Regions from separate parts of the Mus musculus genome. Here region 1 is linked to region 2. The links are chromatin contacts, called in public promoter capture Hi-C maps. All regions are on one chromosome and are shown on one strand. The core of a region is the stretch at or near the end of the contact, and the rest is flanking DNA. Distances in the headings are between cores, read along the strand shown.

What was found. Promoter capture Hi-C pulls out the DNA fragments that hold promoters and counts their contacts.
Region 1: a contact with region 2 is called in a promoter capture Hi-C map of liver, with 3 times the contacts expected there. The contact joins the promoter of Wdhd1 here to the promoter of A530076I17Rik in region 2. A contact is called at or near these places in 4 of 39 promoter capture datasets (hippocampal neurons, liver and pre-B cells).

What each region holds. Positions count from the first base shown.
Region 1 is chr14:47,275,569-47,278,604 of GRCm38.p6, reverse strand. Wdhd1 (WD repeat and HMG-box DNA binding protein 1) reads left to right here and starts at 1,748. Exons shown (of 25, transcript NM_001360532.1): 1 at 1,748-2,084. The coding sequence starts at 2,008. It overlaps Socs4 (suppressor of cytokine signaling 4), which reads right to left and starts at 1,685. Exons shown (of 2, transcript NM_080843.3): 1 at 1,384-1,685.
Region 2 is chr14:45,666,964-45,669,885 of GRCm38.p6, reverse strand. A530076I17Rik (a long non-coding RNA gene) reads left to right here and starts at 1,388. Exons shown (of 2, transcript XR_003951190.1): 1 at 1,388-1,470; 2 at 1,607-2,922.

The DNA of each region.
Region 1 (3,036 bases), core at 499-2,998, 1.6 Mb before region 2:
CCTAACTAGTAACATGAGGCCTTAATAGTTTTAGACTTCCACGAGTATCTTCTATGTACTTCAATAATTTGGTGGAACTAAGTATCACCTCTACTTTAGAGGTGAGAAATCTGACAATCAGGAAAATAAAGACACACACTCACACTCAAGGTCATACAACAGGTTAGAGTTAAAATTAAAAACGAAACTGTTTAATCATCAGGCTTAAGCTTATTCATACCTGGGAAATCAGCAAAGGAAATATTATCTTAACCTGTCAATACTGACTTGGTTGTTAGGGCAGAGAGAGCGGGCAGGTGTGCTGACATCATTCATAGTTCTAAAATCAAATGGTATCACAGGCACTGTCTAAAGTATTTACATCAATAACTCTTGTTCCCACTTGCAAGTTTCTGAATGGTGAGCTCTGAAAAGCATTACTCTGAAATCCCATTACAATATATTCAATATATAGATGAGTATCATCAGCTCAACTTGAACCTCACACTGTACCTACTCATTTTTATTGTCCAGGTACTGGGCAAAAGAATTATAAATTGGCCTGTCTAAAAACAATAATTTCAAAATAAAAGTAAGTTACTCAAAAGTCATTGTCTCAGGTGCCTTTATTCTTGTGGGAAATTAACAATAGGGTTTTGTTTTGTTTTTTAAAAAAGAATCTCAGATTCTACTTGAGCCAACTACTCTTCCTTTTTATTCATATACAAATCTGAGTGTCTTTTTGGAACCCAGGTTCTTAGAAATGCCTTACAAAATGCCACCATAGCAAGAATACCACGGTTTGAGTAATAACTAAGCTTGCAATTTTTTTAATAAGTTATCTAGATCTACCTCTGTAGAGTTTTCCGGTAATAAAAATAAGTCTGACTGAAACTGTACAGTGGGTACCACAAAAACGCCGTCAAAGCCCCAATTATCACCGAAAATCATAATTTTCAACAGACCAATTTATTAATATGGAGAACGTGAAGAAACAAGAAAAGCATAAACTTAACGGGCCAAGACCTGACTTAGTAGAGGATGTGTTATCGACTGCCACGATGAACAGAAACCTGTAACAATACAAATTAGACCTCTCCTTTTAGATCTAAAAGCAGTTTGGTAAACTTTGGTCGGAACTAAATAGAAAACCCAAGTTAACTCTCTTTAGCATTATTTAGCTAGAGTCGCAAGAAACAAGAATCAGTCCATCCTTTATTACCACAGAAATGACAAAGTTGAGGGCACGAAGGGCGTGAAGAATAAAGGCTTGCCAAGGTCTGTCCCTAACCCGGTCCCGAGGAGCTCGATCGGTTCAAGGAGGCGACTACGGTGGCTCGGGAGGAGATCCTGAAAGGGCAGGCGTCAAACCCCAGCCCTCGCCGCCACCCTTCCCCCTCTCACCTCTCCGAGCTCAGCTCAAGCGGAGCTGTCCGAGCGCCTGCCGCCATCACCACCGCCATCACCCGGCGCTCGCTCAAGCGCGGAAGAGAGGCCCGGCCACTCCCGCTCCTCGTGCGGCTCCCGCCAGGCGGAGGCCTGGCTGTCAGCCCCCGCCCCGGCTCCACGGTCAGCCCAGAGTCAGACTTGCCGCTGCCTCCGCCTGCTCTCCAGGGACCGCCGCCACTTCCGGGTTCGGCTCCCACCTTTTCTTTCAGAGCGGCCCCAGCCACCAGCTCTCGGCTTCGAGGCGGCGCGCTTCTGACGCCACCACCCGGCGACCTCGGGCCGGACCTGGGCTGGGCGGCGGCGGGCCGCGCATGCGCACAGGGCGAGCGCGCCAGAGCGCGGGAAGCGGCTCCGTGCTTCCATCAGAGCAGACGCTGGTGCACACCGCTTGCTCCTCGCCCCCGCTGCCCGTGCTTGCAGAGGGGAAAGCTTGTCATCTCCCGGGCGTGTGTGACATACCTTCCGCTGCATCGTGCTGTGGCTCCTCGGGTGAGGGAAACAGGACTGCACGGCGCGGAGAGGACGATCGCCCTACTGAAAAAAATACCAGTTCTTACAAAACGGCTCAGGTAGGGAAAGATGCCGGCCACACAGAAGCCCATGAGGTACGGACATACGGAAGGGCACACCGAAGTCTGCTTTGATGATTCTGGAAGGTAAGCGTCTTTGGAAACAAAGGACGGGTCCAGCGTGAATGTTAGCCGTCATTCTCGGTATGGACAGCCGGTCGAAGATGACCGATGCGGAGGGACAGAGGAAGGAATAAACAAGGAGCGCCTCTGCCCTGAGGCTTGTTTGCTTTGAACTGTCGTGGCACTTCTAGGACCTCACGAAAATTAAAATCCTTTACCCAGAGGAGTGCCTTCCCGCCACTCACGTCCTCATTCGGTGTCATGTTTATTTTATGAGACAGTTAAGCATCAGCAGTTGCTGTAAATTGCAATGACTGTCGTGCCCAGGAGATGGAATTTTGCAGCTTCCTCTTTCACAGTGTCCCCTGTGTACTAGAGGACATAATGTAAATGTCTAGTTTAGGGCTCAATACTGAGAAGTCGCTTCTTGTCAGCACCTTGTGCGGTCATGAGGCTCTACAATCACCACCATTTACTGGAAATAGAGGCTTCTCTAATTCTTTCTTTCTTTCTTTTTTTTTTTTTTGGTTTTTCGAGACAGAGTTTCTCTGTATAGCTCTGGCTGTCCTGGAACTCACTCTGTAGACCAGGCTGGCCTCGAACTCAGAAATTCGCCTGCCTCTGCCTCCCAAGTGCTGGGATTAAAGGCGTGCTCCAGGCCGGCTGAGGCTTCCCTAATAAAGGCTGAGGGTAGCATTTGAAATGTACATAAATATTTAGACAGCAGTTTGAGGTTATGCAATTTAGCTATGCAGTAGTGTACCCCCTAGGGCCTGAGACCTCCCCTTGCTATGGGCTTTTGAAAGGGTTTACCTACCAAGAATGGGTTCCCCTTTGTGGAATAGACCTTAAATCCAAAAAGCACTTGGTTACCCCTATAGCAGCCATGTCACGCATGCCCACTCAAGTGGACCATTCTTGCCTAGAAGCTGGTGTCCTAGTGAGGGCCTCCTAAAGCACAGGCTGGTCTCCAACT
Region 2 (2,922 bases), core at 139-2,638:
CGGAGGGAGGACTTACATGGGAGGAGGGGGACTGATATTGGGATGTAAAGTGAGTGATTCATTAATTAATTTTGAAAAGGGTTTGTCTTGCACACAATTCATATCAAGACTCTCTTGAGAAACTAGAGAGACAGCTGAGTGGGCAGAGACACTTGCCTCCAAGCCTGATAGCCTTTGTTCAATCCCCAGAACCCACACGGTGATGAGAGAACACACTCCTAATGACCTTGTCCTCTGGTCTGCAAGTGTGTGCTGTAGTACCTATCTACACCACCCAAGAACACACATACGCCAAGTGGATAAATGAATGCATGTAAAATCAGCTCTAAAGAATCTGCAGGATGGAAGACTCCATGAGCAAGGCACTTGCTACAAAATCCTGACAATCTGAATTTGATTGCCCAAACCCATGTAAAAGCGGTAGGAGAAACCAAACCCTGAAAGTTGTCGTCCGACCTTCACACACGACCACCTGCACGTTCTCCACACCCCATCTCTCAGTTAAACACACAAGTTTTCAAACTCTTCAAAAGTCCTCACTTTCTGTCTTGTCTATTTTCTACCTGGTTCACATGAACCTAACCAGCACTTTCTGTTTTGGAGACAGTCGGTCACCCTTTTGTATCCACAGGAAATGTGTTCTGGAACTTCTCAAGGGTACCCAAAACTTTGAATGCTCAAGTCCCTTATATGAAATGGCAAAGTGTAGACAGCCTGATGTATCTACAGATTTAACCAACATTGGATCCAAATAATTGGAAAAACAAAACCGTGTCTATGCTGAATATGTACAGTCTTGTCATCATCATTGTCTAAATAATGCAACTATCAATATGGCATTTACATTAGAATAAGGATATAGGAAGCTGTGGTTAGTTTATATGCAAACACTATACCCTATTATTTTGGAGCCTTGAGTTTTGGTATCCAAGGTAGATAGATCTTGGAACTTATCTTTCCTCTGTACTATGAGCTGTCTACACTTACAGCCTACATCCACCAATATGCATTAAATTACCTGAGTACTCAAGAGACTCCTCATGCTAAATACAATATAAATGTATGTAAATTGTTGTTCCATTGTGGTGGTTAGGGATTATGGATAGTCTCTATTCAGTACCAAATAATCGCTTTTCCCATTTTCAGCCAATGGTTGGTTGGCTCACAGATCCAGGGAGATGACTGTGTTATATTGACACCGACTGGTCTAGCATTCAGGCCTTTCATGATCTCATTGATCTGTGCTCCCTGGGCTGCTCTAATGAAGCCATTAGAAGCTATTTGTGAAAGTGCAGCCCAGTTACATCAAGAGAGCCTAGGATTTTGGAAATGTCAGTACCATGGGATGACCTCCAAGAACAGCAGCAGCTGTGGAATAGAGCCAGCTGGAGCCTAGATGGCAAGCTGTGTGTGCTGCACGGGATGGAGCTGGAGAAGTGACCCAAGCCCCTTGGAGAAGCCCAGAAGATGGTGAGTGAATCCCAGAATTTGGACACCGAGTTATTTACAATGTTAGCGTGTGGGGTTGCTTTGTTCAGACTGTAACTATGCCCTGGTTCTTCTCTCTTGAAGTAAGGAAGAAGTTAACTTATTTTTTATTTTACAGGAGGCCACAGTTGAACAACTTTGAACTTTTGAAGAGATTTTTGGATTTTAATAGAGACTTTTTTTTTAAAGATTGAATTTTAAGTATTTGAATTTGTAAAGATGTTCTAAGTCCGTAAAATGTTTATCTTAGGATGTTTATATTAATGTGTGATCTTTGGGATAAACAATAAAGGAAAGGTTGTAGCTTAAGAGTGATATGTTTGTGTGCCAAGTTGACAAGAAGTCAGTTGTGCTGGCTAATTTTATGTCAGCTTCACACAAGCTAGTGTAAGTCAAATAAGCCCTTTCCTTCCCACATTGCTTCTGGTCCTGGTGTTTCATCACAGCAAAATTAACCCTAACAAGCACGTTCTAATTGCATATTTATCCTTCTTTCAAATAATAATGAATTTCAGAGTTCACCTTTCTGGCTTAGAGTTACTAAGTTATCAACTTAGAAAACTCCCAGAAAGTTGGACTTACCCAATTAACATTGATTTTGATCTAATGGGGCTTTCATGATATTTGATAAATTTGTATGGTCCAAAGAACTATAGGTCCCCTAAGGAATATCCCTAAGCTTACTGAAAAATGTGCTAAAGTTTAGTTCCCAGAACCCCATGGACAGGGACAAGGGCACCAGGACGCTCCATAGTATTGAATTGTGCAGAGTGCAGACTTACAACAAGGACTCCCTGTGAGCTGAAATTCATGCCCATGGCCTTTCCAAAAAGAAGGAACAAAAAAGAACTTGTGAACAGCTCTAGAAAAAAAAAAAAGGGTGTGTGTGTGGGCTTTTTCAGGCCCTTCCAGGACAGAGAAGTTGGGTTCCTTCCCCTGACCTCCATGGGGATTGGCCAAGAGTTCTGAGAAGACGGTTTTGCAACTAAGAAATCACAAGGCTGGAGTGAAATGAAAACAAGCAAGGTCCTTTATCAGCTGAGGACCGTTGGCTCTACTCTGTAGGACTTCAGACAGAGGAAAATCAAGGGCTAAAGCAGAAAAATGTTGCAACATAGGAAAGACTCCCTTTGCATGATGTGCCTGCTACCAACTATGACAGATGACAGTCACGGGAGCCACCACCAAAGGGTCCATGTATGCTGTCTCACTTTGCATTTAATAATACCCACCTTTACAAAGAAAGGCAAGTATATCAGCCCTGTGCTGGATGTTGAGTCCAAGTGCACAGGTCACAGACCTTGCATCTGTTTGCAGTGTACATGGGATTTTTATGATATCTGTTGATAATAATTTTATTCAAATATGCTTATTCTCATGGTCATATCAGGAGACTTCTTCAAGAAAATCGATCTTTAAAACATATAGGCTTAA